Linked DNA regions of Mus musculus: regions 1, 3 and 4 are each linked to region 2. Evidence: chromatin contacts called from public HiChIP or PLAC-seq, Micro-C and promoter capture Hi-C data. All regions are on one chromosome and are shown on one strand. The core of a region is the stretch at or near the end of the contact, and the rest is flanking DNA. Distances in the headings are between cores, read along the strand shown.

What was found. Promoter capture Hi-C pulls out the DNA fragments that hold promoters and counts their contacts. Hi-C and Micro-C count contacts between places; a contact is called where the count stands out from the background. HiChIP or PLAC-seq counts read pairs in DNA pulled down with a chosen protein or histone mark.
Region 1: a promoter capture Hi-C map of neural stem cells shows a contact between it and region 2. The contact joins the promoter of Mrps30 here to the promoter of Hcn1 in region 2. A contact is called at or near these places in 15 of 39 promoter capture datasets (cranial neural crest, embryonic stem cells, frontonasal cranial neural crest and 7 more), 3 of 484 Hi-C or Micro-C datasets (cerebral cortex, palatal mesenchyme and pre-B cells), 14 of 115 datasets of contacts at active chromatin or transcription factors (astrocytes, bone marrow-derived macrophages, craniofacial prominence and 6 more) and 1 of 9 other capture datasets (embryonic stem cells).
Region 3: a Micro-C map of embryonic stem cells shows a contact between it and region 2, with 4 times the contacts expected there. The contact joins the promoter of Parp8 here to the promoter of Hcn1 in region 2. A contact is called at or near these places in 2 of 484 Hi-C or Micro-C datasets (both in embryonic stem cells) and 1 of 115 datasets of contacts at active chromatin or transcription factors (embryonic midbrain).
Region 4: a contact with region 2 is called in an H3K27ac HiChIP or PLAC-seq map of embryonic stem cells, with 5 times the contacts expected there. The contact joins the enhancer-like site here to the promoter of Hcn1 in region 2. A contact is called at or near these places in 12 of 39 promoter capture datasets (the 3T3-L1 cell line, 3T3-L1-derived adipocytes, the HPC-7 cell line and 8 more), 2 of 484 Hi-C or Micro-C datasets (both in embryonic stem cells) and 7 of 115 datasets of contacts at active chromatin or transcription factors (embryonic stem cells and stem cell-derived neural progenitor cells).

Annotation. Positions count from the first base shown.
Region 1 is chr13:118,385,545-118,389,157 of GRCm38.p6, reverse strand. Mrps30 (mitochondrial ribosomal protein S30) reads left to right here and starts at 1,906. Exons shown (of 5, transcript NM_021556.3): 1 at 1,906-2,506. The coding sequence starts at 1,924.
Region 2 is chr13:117,600,779-117,603,928 of GRCm38.p6, reverse strand. It overlaps Hcn1 (hyperpolarization activated cyclic nucleotide gated potassium channel 1), which reads right to left and starts at 1,609. Exons shown (of 8, transcript NM_010408.3): 1 at 834-1,609. The coding sequence starts at 1,225.
Region 3 is chr13:117,023,566-117,027,012 of GRCm38.p6, reverse strand. It overlaps Parp8 (poly (ADP-ribose) polymerase family, member 8), which reads left to right and starts at 1,482. Exons shown (of 27, transcript NM_001081009.2): 1 at 1,482-1,648; 2 at 1,736-1,837; 3 at 2,784-2,838. The coding sequence starts at 1,747.
Region 4 is chr13:118,264,234-118,267,428 of GRCm38.p6, reverse strand. No RefSeq gene overlaps it. Among named protein-coding and RNA genes, the nearest start is that of Mrps30, 120 kb to the left of the region's middle. Within about 2 kb of position 1,453, at least 8 of the 459 cell types and tissues checked have an H3K27ac peak or open chromatin away from gene starts, as enhancers often do. A contact at or near this core is called in embryonic stem cells, where this site is marked.

The sequences.
Region 1 (3,613 bases), core at 657-3,156, 780 kb before region 2:
AGGGATCCCAGGGTGAGCTTTTAACTACAAAAAAATAATAATAATAAAATTAAAAACAAACAAAAAACAAAAAAAACGTGTCCTGAGTTGACATATATCAGTTAACAAAAACAGTCAGAAATGGAACTGAAGCCAAAAAAGCAAGGTTAATAAATTTAGAGACTTTCCCCAGAACTATGGATTTGAATGGATTAGATCTTTGTTTCCATTTTGGCGAGTGCTCTTGTCTATGTGTTGAGTTTTAGGGCCTGAATTCACCTTCTATTATGAAATCAGTTCTGCTAATGTCTGGGTGCCTACTAAGGTTTTGGGTTTCTGTTATACCCATTATCTATATTTTTTTTTCATTCACGTGGCCATTCCACTTGTATCTTCAGGTTATGCTCCCATTTCAGAATCTCTGCATGTGTTTCTCCTTCTGGAACCTCCCTCTCCAGTATTTTCATGACTCATTTCTCAAATGATATCTTTACAAAAAAATAGTCCTCTGGTCAGGCTTTTTACATGGCAAACATCTACCCACACACTAGAGCACACTGATATTTTTCTTTACCCACTTTATTTTTTCCATGGCACCTATGAGTTTATAATAAATCATAAAGTTATGTATTATGATTACGATTTTCCTTCCTGTTAAGAATGCAAGGTCTCAGCCGGGCGTGGTGGTGCACGCCTTTAATCCCAGCCCTTGGGAGGCAGAGGCAGGTGTATTTCTGAGTTCGAGGCCAGCCTGGTCTACAGAGTGAATTCCAGGATAGCCAGGGCTATACAGAGAAACCCTGTCTCGAAAAACAAACAAAACAAAACAAAACAAAAAGAATGCAAGGTCTCTTTGGCTCACTAAGTAAGAAGACATTTAGCACCGTAACACATAGGGCGCACTCATAAATATCCATTAAATGAAACAGCTTGAGTAGCAGACAACCTGGGACCTAGTACCACCTCTGCCCCTAAGACAGTGGGTAGCTTTTGGCTTTATGTCTGCTTCCTTGCATGCAACTGAAAAGATTTGAATCATATTAGGCTGAAAAATAAAGTAATAGCTTCTTTATTAAGTTTATTGTAAAGAATCAGTTCATTTCAAACTAGTAAAGAGTTTAATACACAGCAAAATTCAAACAAATTGCTTAGTATGATTTATTTCATGTATTCCCCGACGTCTTGTATATTCAACTAAAAACACATTTCCCCGTTTCAAAATAAATTATATTACCTCATTAGCACTGAAGAATGTATGAAATAGTTTTCCTAAAGTTTAGTCGCGTTCACAGGTAAGTGATGCTGATATAATTTTTATAATTAGCAAGAATAAGTAAAGACATGTTGTATTTCATAAAATTCTAGTTCTAAAGGTGATGGAGGGTAACAGACTATATGAGGTACACAAATGACGTCAGAACTGTATGGATTTTAAGTTTCTCTTTGGAAGATATTTCTTTGTTTGTTTGTTTGTTTTGTTTTGTTTTGGAGACAGGGTTTCTCTGTATAGCCCTGGCTGTCCTGGAACTCACTCTGTAGACCAGCCTGGTCTCGAACTCAGAAATACACCTGCCTCTGCCTCCCAAATGCTGGGATTAAAGGCGTGCGCCACCACCGCCCGGCTGGAGGATATTTCTGAATGTTTGCGTGTGAAAAAAAGTGCGAGTTCCTAAAACATCCTACGAGCAAGGACTTTAATTGTTTCATTCTTCAGAGCATAACCGGTGGGAAAATATCTGGGGTAAGCGAATTTTTATCGCAGACAAATACTCAAAAAGAATACAACAAACTTCAAGGAGCATACTGATTGGTTGCAAACTGGATGACACAACGCACCACAGACACTCAGAGCACCCGCCTCCAAGAAGCGATTGGTCCCTACGGCAAGCGAAGAGGAACAATTCCTGCCAGTTGACCTCAAGTTCCGGGTCGCGGCGGGCGAAAATGGCGGCGGCCAGGTATTGGAAGCTGGTGCCCCGCGGCCGGGGATTGTCCCAGAATGCCGCTGCTAAGGCGTCCGCTACGGCCCCGGAGGTGAGAGACCTGGAGGTCGTGGCGACGCCCGTCGCGCGGTACCCGCCGATCGTGGCTTCCATGACCGCCGACAGCAAAGCGGCGCGGCAGCGGCGGGTGCAGCGCTGGCAGGCGACGGTGCACGCGGCCCCCTCGGTGGACGAGAAGATACGGATTCTCACCAAGATGCAGTTCAAGAAGTACGTGGTGCATCCGCAGATCTCCGCCTTGAACGCCGACCGCTGGTACCAGAGCTTCACCAAGACCGTGTTTGTCTCGGGCCTGCCGCCCGCCCCGGCGCTGTCGCCGCCGCCGCCCTCGCTCGACCTCGCCGCCCTGCGCGCCGCCGTGTGCGACTGCATCTTGCAGGAGCAGGTCTACGTGCGGCGCCGCCGGCCCCGCTCCCTCTTCGATCGTCGCCAGGCCCTCGCCTCCTCCATCCTGGACCAGGTAGTGAGGACGCTCGTGAACCTGCTCGCTCCACTCAACCCTGTCCTGAGCACTGCCGCTCTCGGTGAGCTTGGAACTCCCACCCTGAACGGGGGAAGTGGGGACGCCGTCGGCCAAGCTTTCCTGCAGGTTCAGTAGCACTCACTGAGTTAGGACTTACGGACCAAGTTTCAGGCGGCCTGCCCTCCTAAGGACTACTTGTTAAAGTTTAGTCTCACCCGAAGCTCATCACGTTTCCATGCTTTGATCAGGTTTTGTGTCTGAGCAGCCAAAAGTTTCTAAGAGACGGTTGTCTTTTGACTGCTTCACACGAAAGCTGGGTGACCATGGGTAAAACATCAACCTCTCTTACTTTGCCTTAATATCAAGATGAGAATTACTGTAATACTGTTTGGCCCTAGAATGTCGAAAGGTAAATAAGATATTATCAGCGTTACTAACATTTTCTTAGCATTTACTACTGTGTGTCGATCCCTTTCCCAAATGTTCTAAATGCCACCTACTTAATCCTCATAATAACAGAGTACATATCATGGATTCATTTTATAAATGAAGAGTGAAAAAGACACACGGTAAGTGTTGCTGCCTTCAGGCCCAACATCTGGTAGGTTGAGGGGTCAAGATTTGGTCCCAGTAAACAGAAATTTTCGTTCAGTGTGGACGTGAAAAAGAATGTATGTTTTTGTTTGGTTTTGATGGGGTGGTAGTACAGAAGGTTGAACTCAGGGACTAGAATACTCTCTGTCTTTGAGTTACACCCCAGCTGATAATGTGTTTGTAATCCGTTTATGTCTATAACCCAGAAGGTGTCTTAGTAATTATTGAATTAATTCTATCATGGCTGTAGATGTGTTCTAAACTGAATCTTATAGTGTCTGTATTACTTCCCTTCCTTGTGTGTACAAGAAAAGTAGTGTGTTAGGAAGGTAGAGGAACTTTTGACTACTTTCCATTGGTGGCTTAGAAAACTTAACCTTGTTCAGATGAAATTAAGTTCATCTTGTACAAAATGGCAGTGATGAGAATTGTATGTACCTTTTAGACTGGTAGTAAACGGAATACTGATCAGTTCTCATCTTATTCCGGTGAGTGGTTGCTGTTCATTTTAGCATCTTTAGTTTTAACTAAATAATCGTGTCAATTACAGTGGGGAGCAAAATGAAGTTTTCGT
Region 2 (3,150 bases), core at 360-2,859:
AAGATCAGGAAACTCATATTAATTTTCTCCTGCTGACAGCTCTGCTGCCCTTCTTCCCAGGCTGGGAAACTGGAAAGACATTTCTGAAATGGATTTGTAGTCAAGGTCAAGAGCGGGTGTCGCTCTATTTCAGGAAGGGGACTTTGAAAACGACCCCCCTGCCTCTGTTTCGGGAACTCAAGGCTTCCAGTCAAGTTCTTGCCCAGTGGGGCAGCGCCCGCTCCGCTAAAATCTCAAGTCAGAGACTGACTACCCAAGCGCAAGTGCCCTTCCTGTGCCTGCCAGCCACTGATCTGGAGAAATTCAGTGGTGACAGGGGTGCCTATAAGCATAAGAACAACAGATTAACACTCCCAGGGGCGAGAGTGGCAGGAACAGCTAGGACCTGTGAGTCACTGTCTCCAGTTTCCTCATCTCCGGGATCCCAGAAGCATCTTTTTTCATTTCTTTGGGGAACTGCTCTTAGCAAGGATACCTGTCTCGTCCTAACATTACCAAACTAAAAGTTTCCCTAGTGCAACTTAACAACCTCCCGTCCACGGGTCACGGTGGCCTTCTTCCCTCCTCTGCTGTCCCCAAAGTTCACCAGGCAAAGGAGAAGAGCCTCCCTGGCGCTCCGGGGAGAAGAAACTCCCTACCCTAAACCTGTCGTCGGTGGAAACTAGTTGGAAGAGTGGAGTATGGCCAGTCTAAGTAGAAGCCTCCAGCATCGCCGCCCCGCCTGCCCCGCACCCCCACTGTGAATCCCCGGGGCGCACCTTCCCAGAGGCAGGATAGGATGCTGGAAGGCGCGTCAGGGGGAGCAGGGTGGGGCGGCTCCAGGGAGTCCTCACCTGAAGTCACTGTACGGATGGATAATCCAGAAGCCTGCAGTTTTAACCCTTTCCTGCTCCTTCTCCACCGCCTTCTGGCTCCCAAACATGCGGAGGGAGAATTTGTTGACCCCAGGCTGCAGCATGGAGGTGAACTGCCTCTGCATGAAACCATACTGCCGCCGGGGCCCCTCGGCATCCTCGAAGCTGCCCGCCGGCTCCTCTCCTCCGCCGCCGTCCACCTTGAAGCACACGGAGTTGCCATGTTCCTTCCCGGCCGCGCCGCCCCCCGGCGGGGTCCCCAGGCGCTTGTCGGCCGCCACCGGCCCCGTCGCGGGCGCCTTGGAGGGGAAGACGCTGTTGCCATCGTCGCGGCTGTTGGACGCGGAGTTGGGTTTGCCGCCGCCTTCCATGCCCGGAGGACGCGACCGGCGACGGCGCGGGCTCCAGACTCGCCGGGGGCTCGAAGCCAAGGAGCAGGGGCCGGAGCCGGCTGCCCGTCGCGGCGGCAGCGGCGGCGGCGGCTACTGCTTCCCGCCCGCCCGCTGCTCCGCTGCGCGCCTGGCTCCCGCCGCCGCCGCTGCCCTCAGTGGCTGCGCTGCCGGCTCTGCCGCGCTCCGGGCTCCGCCGCGCCTGGTACTGAGGCTGAGGCTGAGGCTGCGGGCGCGGGGCGAGGCTCCTCCGCTCGGCACCCGCGCGCCAGCGCCGCCCCTCGGCTGCCCCCTGCTGGCCGCAGACCGCCTCTACCCGCGCGCGCCCCGCCGCTCGCCTGTGCCACTTCTGCCCAGCGTGACATTGAACTCCTGAGCCCGCCCCGGACGCGTATTTGTACGTTTGGAGGGAGGCTCTCTGGATGTGGGTTTGCAAAAGTGGGAGGGCAGAAAAGGGAAGGAGGGGGAGGAAAAGGGGAGGAGGGAAACGACAGAGGGAAGGAGAGATGGAAGGAGGGAGGCAGGGGGGGAGAAGGGAAAGACAGACAGACAGACAGACAGACAGACAGAGACTGAGAGAGAGCTGAACTAGCAAATTGCGTTAATTCAGAACAAAACTCCACCTAAAACACCAGAGACACTGAACGCCTGTTGGAATGATGTTACAAATAGAGAAAGGGGGTCAGGTTAATTCTGCACACTATCAATCCACTTGTAAAGCTAGGTGAAGATAAAATCAAGGAGACACGCTGAAAAAGGCATGTCGTGGAAAAGAGGGAGAGAGGGACAGAAGAGAGAAGCAAGAAGACAAGAGGGAAAAATGAAAGATGGGGGCGGGGAGGGGCACACAACTAGCAAATAGATCTTTGTAGCCCTGGATAATCAGCTGCCTGGAGCTTTTCAGATTAAGGATCTGTACCTAGGGACAGACAACTGACCTCCTTCTACTTATCCTGTTTATTCTCACACAGCTCCTTAAACGGGAATGGGGTTCCTTCCTAGGAAGGCCACTAACATCAACACACATGTGAGCAAATTTATTGGCCAGTCCTGCTGGAAAGAAAAGAAAAAAATGTGTAAGAGATAAGTGGCCTAAGATGACCTTCCTTTTAAGATAAGTTATACAATCAATAACCACACAGAGAGATAAATATGCCGCACTGTGTTCAGCAACACCAGGCTCAGAGGTCGAGATAACTTGGAATCCAGTCAGGATGCCATGAAGTATTCTCTGGTGAAGTTGACCACGTGCGACTGATGCTGAGGACAGCGATCTCAGATTTCTCTTGTTCCCTTGGTGTCTCCCCAACCCACTGGATTAGCTAATGGAAGCAAAATGTGCTGCCAAAGTTACCATTCACTCAGCAGGGCATCTTGGAAGTCTGAAGAGTTTCGAGACTATAAGCAGCCCAGAACATCTGTTCAAGATACCAGCAAGCATTACCTCCATGCCCACAGCCTCTTCAAAGCCAAGCTCACCCAGCCAAGACATAGATAGATCCTCTGATTTACTGTTTGCTAAGGTCGCATGGGAGAGAAGAGACACTTCGGGAAGAGATTCTTTGTCAGAGTGCCAACCTGTGGCACAAGATGAAAAAAAAAAACAGGTGAGGCCAATCACTTTGGGTTTTGTTCTGTTTTGTACTCGGGGAAAACCTGAAATCTGTGATGAAGCCAAGAAACAAGAGAAGCAAGAACAAGAAAGTTCATGAGTTTTCAGAGAAGCCAAGGAAGGAATAGAGAACAGTAGGTCACACAGTATCTGCTTTCAGCCAATCCAAACACACTCTCACAAAATAAATTTATATGGTCAAAATGTTATGATCAGTGATAGGGAAATAGTGGTATAGCATTCTGATCTAGCAGCATAGTGACCTTGGAAACCACAGGTCAGAGGATGATATTCG
Region 3 (3,447 bases), core at 233-2,732, 580 kb after region 2:
CTGTCTTCTGCCGTCACTAAAGGCTGTCGGAAACTGAGGATTACAAGAGGAAAAGCGTGAGAATACAGATGATGTTAAAAGGCTGGATATATACCATAAGCCTCCAGCCTGAGTGTTTCCAGCAGTCAGTCTCTGCCTTGAAAAGGGTTTGAAATTCTAATACTCTTCTGGGCGTGTCTGTTCAGCCCCTAGGCTCCAGGGTACTGACTCAGGCTTGCCAGCACAGGAAAAGCTTCCCCTACTCACTATTCCTATCGGGAAGATTAAAAGGTTCCGGACAACATGATTGATAACACCTCCTATATTCCAGACACTGCTTGGTCTTAGAATGCAAAACAATATACCTATGGTCTGCCTGGGGGACACTTCTCAGAAACGATGCTAAAGAAAAGAGCTTGGTGGAGCGGGTTCAGGTTCCTTGCGGCAGAAAAGGTGGACCAACCATCATAAGCTTAAAGCAGGGCAATAGAGAGCGGACAGTATGGTTTTCCTTGTTGCGCAAGGTATTAGGGCTGGAGAAACTTTCCCTTGCCTCAGCCCACAGAAGGCTGAGGTTTTGAATAAGACCCAAGCCAGGTATCCCTGACTTAGGGAGTCCCCTCAGGCCAATTTCTTATGAACAGAGCTGGAAAGGAAGAACAAGAGTCTTTGGAGTCTAGAAAGGGCTTCATTTTCAAAAGAGCTTCTCAAACCTGGGACAAACAAACAAACAAACAAACCACCCTGAGAAGCAAAAGCAAAGCAAAACAATAAAAGAACCCCCATCACCTCACCACCAAAAAAGAAGGCAATAAGGAAATGGGAGAGTCCTCCTAGAGTGATCTCCAGCCTTTCTCCCTTTGCCTGATGTGATTACAAGGAAAGACTTGTTCACTTTATTTTTAATTCGTAAAGATTTTTTTTTCTTTTCCCCCTCTTTCTTCCTCCCAGCCACTCCGGCTTGGGTTTCCATATGACTCATAATTCCTTCTGAAAGTGGAGTCGAATTCATAAAAGTGGTGGAAAGAGGAGGGGTGGTGGTGGTGGTGCGGGAGAGGCTGGGAGCTCCAGGGAGTCTTCACTACCTACACTGTCACTCAGCTCCCGGCTCGAGTGGCAGTCGGGGGTGGGGAAATCCAGCCTGCGCGGATGGCGGATACTATTAAAGCCCCAGCGGCGCGCAGCCGGGCCCGGTGACCCGCGGCGGGTGCGGGAGGGTCTGCGGCTGGCGGGCGGCGCTGCAGCAGCCTGGGCACGGCCGCCGCCCGCGGGCGCGAGTGTGCGCGGGTGTGGGAAGGCCGGCGTGCGGGCCGCGAGGGGTGTGCGCGCGTGAGTCGGAGCGGGGCTCGCCCCTCTCCGGCGCCTGCCGCTCCACAGCTGCCGATCGCTCTCCAGCGGTCCCCGGCCCCCTTCGGGCCCCTCGTTTTCCTACGGCCGTCAGTCCGGGCGGGGGTGGGGGGGGAGGGAGAAAGTGAGACTCCGTGTCATCACCATCCATTGTCAGAACAGGAGGAAATTGGAATCCAGCAGCGGCGAGCAGCAGCTGGGCGGTCACATCTGGGAATGCAAAGCCGACCTCCTCCTCCTCCTCCTCCTCCACCTCCTCCTCCTCTCTCACCCGGGATCACTTCCGAAACCACTTCGCCTTCAGCCCCTGCCTCGGCCAGAGGTTTCATTTTTAACTGAATATTTACGAAAGCTGGAAGCGTGCGAGGGGGGTGGGGTGGAGTGGAAATAGCGGCTGCTTCTTTTCCAGGGATTTATTTAATGGGGATGTGTTCAAGGCAAGAGAGAATTCAGAAGGATATCGACGTCGTGATCCAGAAGTCAAGAGCCGAGAAAGACTGCCTGTTTGCAGGTGAGTTCTTGCCTCTCGGATCCTGGGACCAGGAGTCAGCCTCCCCTCTGTCTACCCCCATTGCCCAGATTTCTGACCGCGACGCGTGTAGCTTGGGAGTGTGGGGCGGCAAGTCCCCATTCCGGGTGCATTTGGAAATAGCTGCAGCGGCGTGAGCTGAAACCCAAAGAGGAGGGGGGCACGAGCCACCCCCCTCCCCCCCAAAAAACCCCACCAGGCCAGGGCAGTCTCCGGCTCCTGGGGCAGGACCCGCGCGATCAGAGTGCAGGGGCCGGGCGCTGGGTTCCAGCCATTGGCGGTGCCCAGAGCATCCGAGCTTTGCCTCCCGGCTTCGGCAGCCGTGGCCGAGCGGGGCGGGCTAGAGCCCGGCGGCTTTGCGCCATCGGCCGAGCGGCGGCGGCCGGGAAGGGACCGGCTGCGCTGCGCTGCGCTGCGCTGCTCCCGCCAGGCGCCGAGGCCCCGGGAGAAGGCAGCGCTGGGCCGAGCTCCCGCCCCCTCCGCTGCACCCGCTCCTCGGCGAGCGCGCAGGACACCGCCCCGGGGAAGGGATGGATGGATTCCCGGGGTTCCCGAGCTACGCAGGCCCAACCTGGGGGTCGCTTTGCGTCCATCTTTGCTCCCCGTCCTCCCACCCCCCCATCCAAGGCCGAGGGCAGTTCGGGCTTCGCAGCCCGAAGCCTGCCAGGGGCTGCTTCCGGCTGCTTGGCTGGGAATTTCCCGCTGTTGCCATGGCACCCGGCACTTGTTGCGGGGGGCGGCCTCCCGCTGCACCCCACGGGGTGCTCCGCATCCCCTCCTGCACCACCCTGCTGGCGGCCCCTAGCTCTCCAGCCTTTGCTTCCCTCCCCATCGGGCCTCCTAGGCTCACACAAAAGTGTAGGTTCAAGACAGAATTGGGGTTAAAAACAACACATGGGGTGGCTTATAACACGACTTTCCGTTTCAGATTTCAGATACTCAGACTCCACCTTTACTTTCACCTACGTTGGCGGCCCCAAAAGGTATTTATGTGTATAGAGTTGCTTCATTTCCTGTTCACACGCTTGTGTTTCCTTTGTTCCTGGTGTCTTCCGTGTTTGGGTATTTTTTTGCTTGTTTGTTTAATCTTGGGACTGCTATCTAGCTGCATTCCTCGCCAGTTGTCTCCCGATTTTATATAGAAGAGGGAAAATAAATATGTTTGAAGTTTTTTTTTTCTTCTTAAGCTAACAGAGGATGAGCAGAACTCCACATAGTGTTCTGCTTCAGTAGTAGATTGCTCTTTAGGCGTTCTGGATTTGACACAGGCGACACCGTGCAAAATTGGTACATTGAGCATGGAGTGAAATATGTGAAAGACATAAAAAGATGTCACAAAATAGTTTGATCGCCACCAGTGCTTATTTTGCCAACGTGTCTCTTTTTTCCATTTTCCTGAAGGTTGACATAAACACGTGGTCTTCCCAGTTCCCCAGGCGTTTTTCTTTTTTCCTCCGCAAAGGAGTGGTTATTTTGGTTTTCACATTTAGTTGTAGAAAAGATTTTGGAGAGTTATATGAAGCTGGCGTGGATGGCTTTTCCTTTGGGGGAAGAGATGCATATTTTAGTAGTCAATTGTCAGGGCTTTGATG
Region 4 (3,195 bases), core at 204-2,703, 660 kb before region 2:
TTAGGTTATGTGGTATATTAAATAATAATGGTCTTGGTTGGCTCATATATTTGAATGTTTAGGAATCAGGGTATGGCACTATTTGAGAAGAATTAGAGGGTATTGCCATATTGGAGTAGTTGTAGCATTATTGAAGAAAGAATGTCACTTTGTATGAATAAGAAAGAATGTATGCTTTGATGTTTCAATAGCCTATGCCAAGTTAAGTCTCTCTCTCTCTAGGCCTACAGGTCAGGATGGAGCTCTTAGCTACTTCTCCAATACAATGGCTACTTGTTCCCATGCTCCCTGCCACCATATTCCCTTCCATGATGATTGTGGACTAAGCTGTTGAAACTGCAAACCAGCCACCAATTAAACCTTTATAAGAGTTTCTTTGTTTATGGCGTCTCTTCGTAGCAATGGAACAGTGACTGAGACAGATGGAAATAATATTTTGTGAAAGATGGCTTCTGAGACATAAGAATTATAATAGAAGAAGACAGATCTAAAATAACATCAAAGAATGAATAAGTAACTAAGTAGGATAGAAAAAAAATAGCAAGCAGTAATGGTCATACTGTAGCAAGTGATAATGCTACATATTGTAGCAAGAAAAGGAAGAAAGAGAGAAATCTAAACCATTCAACTAATATTCTAGTATTCCTTAATTTTTCTGTTATTCAAATGCTGATGTTTATTGAATCATTCTTCTCGATGATGATTTTAAATAGATAATATGACTGGCAAAACTATTACTTGAATCCTGGTTTTTGATCACAAATAATCCTGTATGTATGATATAGTTTTAGATCATAACAACTTGTCATAATCAATACTGTGTAAAGTAGGGCAGCAGAACATCACTTGCTTATACTTAGTTCTTCTTATATAAATTCTAATTCATTGATAGAGAACATGCCCCTCAAATTATTAAGTAGAAAGTGTTTAACATGTCCTCTGTAAAGCAATCATTTTCTTCATCAGAGTGGGAATCTGAGTGTTTAAAACAATCAAATAATTTTTGCCACACCGTAGTAGCCAGCATTTAAAATCCACAGGGTGGTACCTGCCTTCTCTGGCTGTTTTGCACCGGTGTCTTGGGTTCCAGATCACGGGTATGGTGTGACTTCTAGAAGCACAAAGAGAGACAATAGGTACTAAAGAACAGGGATGAATTATCTGGATAGGATCAAACCTAAGGCTTTCGTTAGGATAGTTATTTAGTCCAGAAAGAGAGTTATTTAGACCATTTAGTGGCCAGAAAGAAAAAAAAAAGTTTAGTTTTATTTTGTTTTGCTTTGTTTTAATAAAATGTTGTGTAACCCCACCCCCACCCCCACCCCCCCAGCCTGAAGCTGGCTGATCTGGACTTTGACCTTGCTGCCACAAAGGAGATTACCTAGGGTGGGGCCTTCATCCCTAGATGACTCTATTGTTCAGCCACTGCTGCTGTTCTCCTTCAAGACACTGCTACCTGCTGAGAGGGCAAAGAGCTATTCCAGAGACTACACCCTGCAGCTGGTTCCAGGCTCCAAGAAAGAATTGGCAGGAATGGGCCTCCCCTCCCCCCCCCTTTATAAGCACATTTGAGCTTTGATCAGGAATCTTGATTTAGCTCCATTTTTCTCTCAACCGCCCAGTTCTCCTCTCTTTCAGCCCCGGCCTGCCACTCCGGTGTACCCGGTCCATGTGAGCGGAGCGGCGAGCGGCTCGCAACAATGTTGGATCAACTTTGTATCCTTTATGCTAAAAATTTACCTTGCTTTTGTTAAAAAACAGTACATACTTTGATTTTCATCCCTTGGTTTTAAACAATTTAACTTTATTTTTAAAAATTAAAATATGATTAGATCAGTTTCCCATGTGATGGCTCATGACCATCAATAGCTCTAGTTCCTGGAGCTACACTGCCACCCTCCTGCTTCTGTGGATACTAGATGCCCAAGTGACACAATGCATACCTACAGGCATGCAATTCTTATACATACAAGTAAAATAAATATACATCTTAAAGTATTATTAATATTAAAGGGTAATATTAGTAGACCTCCTCACCAAAATATGTTGCCAAAGACAATTGAAAGAGTTGAAATGAAAGCTATAGACTGAAAGAAGATATTTGTAACCAGTATACCAATTTGTTATTATTAAACCAATAATGATTGATTTCCCTACTTTATAAAATGTTCTTGTGAACTATCACTAAGCCCATTCTTTTTCACGCACAAAATTCTTTTTTGTTTGTTTGTTTGTTTGATTTTTCGAGACAGGGTTTCTCTGTATAGCCCTGGCTATCCTGGAACTCACTCTGTAGACCAGGCTGGCCTCAAACTCAGAAATTTGCCTGCCTCTGCCTCCCAAGTGCTGGGATTAAAGGCATGTGCCACCACACCTGGCTAAAATTCTTGTTCATACACTACAAAATAAAAGAAATGCCTCTCCCCCAAGCTCCCACAAGACTGCTGAAAATCTATATCCTAGGATTTGATATGGTTTTAGGCAAGGAAAAAAATTATTCGAATAAGACGAGGTTAGATAGATTATCTATACATTAAATAAGAGGTAAGAGTTGCAATACTAGATAATTCTATTAATTGTTATAGATTTGTAAGTATATAATCATCATTTACTTCTACTGAAGGTCAAAATTTATGTATTTATATTAATGAAAGAAAATCTGCCTTTACTCTTGTGTCATTTTCAACAGATATTCTTAAAGTTGAGAACAATATAATGAATGGGTTTCAGCAATAATCCATTCCTACAGAAAGCTGCTTAGAGAAGCATGGTGGTAGACTGTATTTGCTACCTGTAGGTAACCTGGAATTTAATGTGTTCAGAGGAAGTTTTCATTCCATGTGTTTGACATTAAGATGTTTAAAAGAAAATAATAGAAAATTATTTGTTGAGGAATGTATCATGTATAGGAGGAAGCCATGCCTCCTCACATTGTGGTATCTCCATTCTCCCAACCAATTTCACCCCACAGCATCCTTCCTTGACCTGAGAGCTGGCTTAGCTATGCAGAGAAAAGCAAAGAATCAAATGTGATCAAAGCAAAAGATGATGCTTGTGAGCTAAAATAGGATTTTTAAAAAGTCCCTGTTTACTAGGGCTCTGTTATGTATAAAACTTGCACATAGGTTTCCTGTTGGTCCCCAGGGAATACAACAGGGTACATAGCTCCCAAGCAGGGGAACTCCCTCTGCGTTG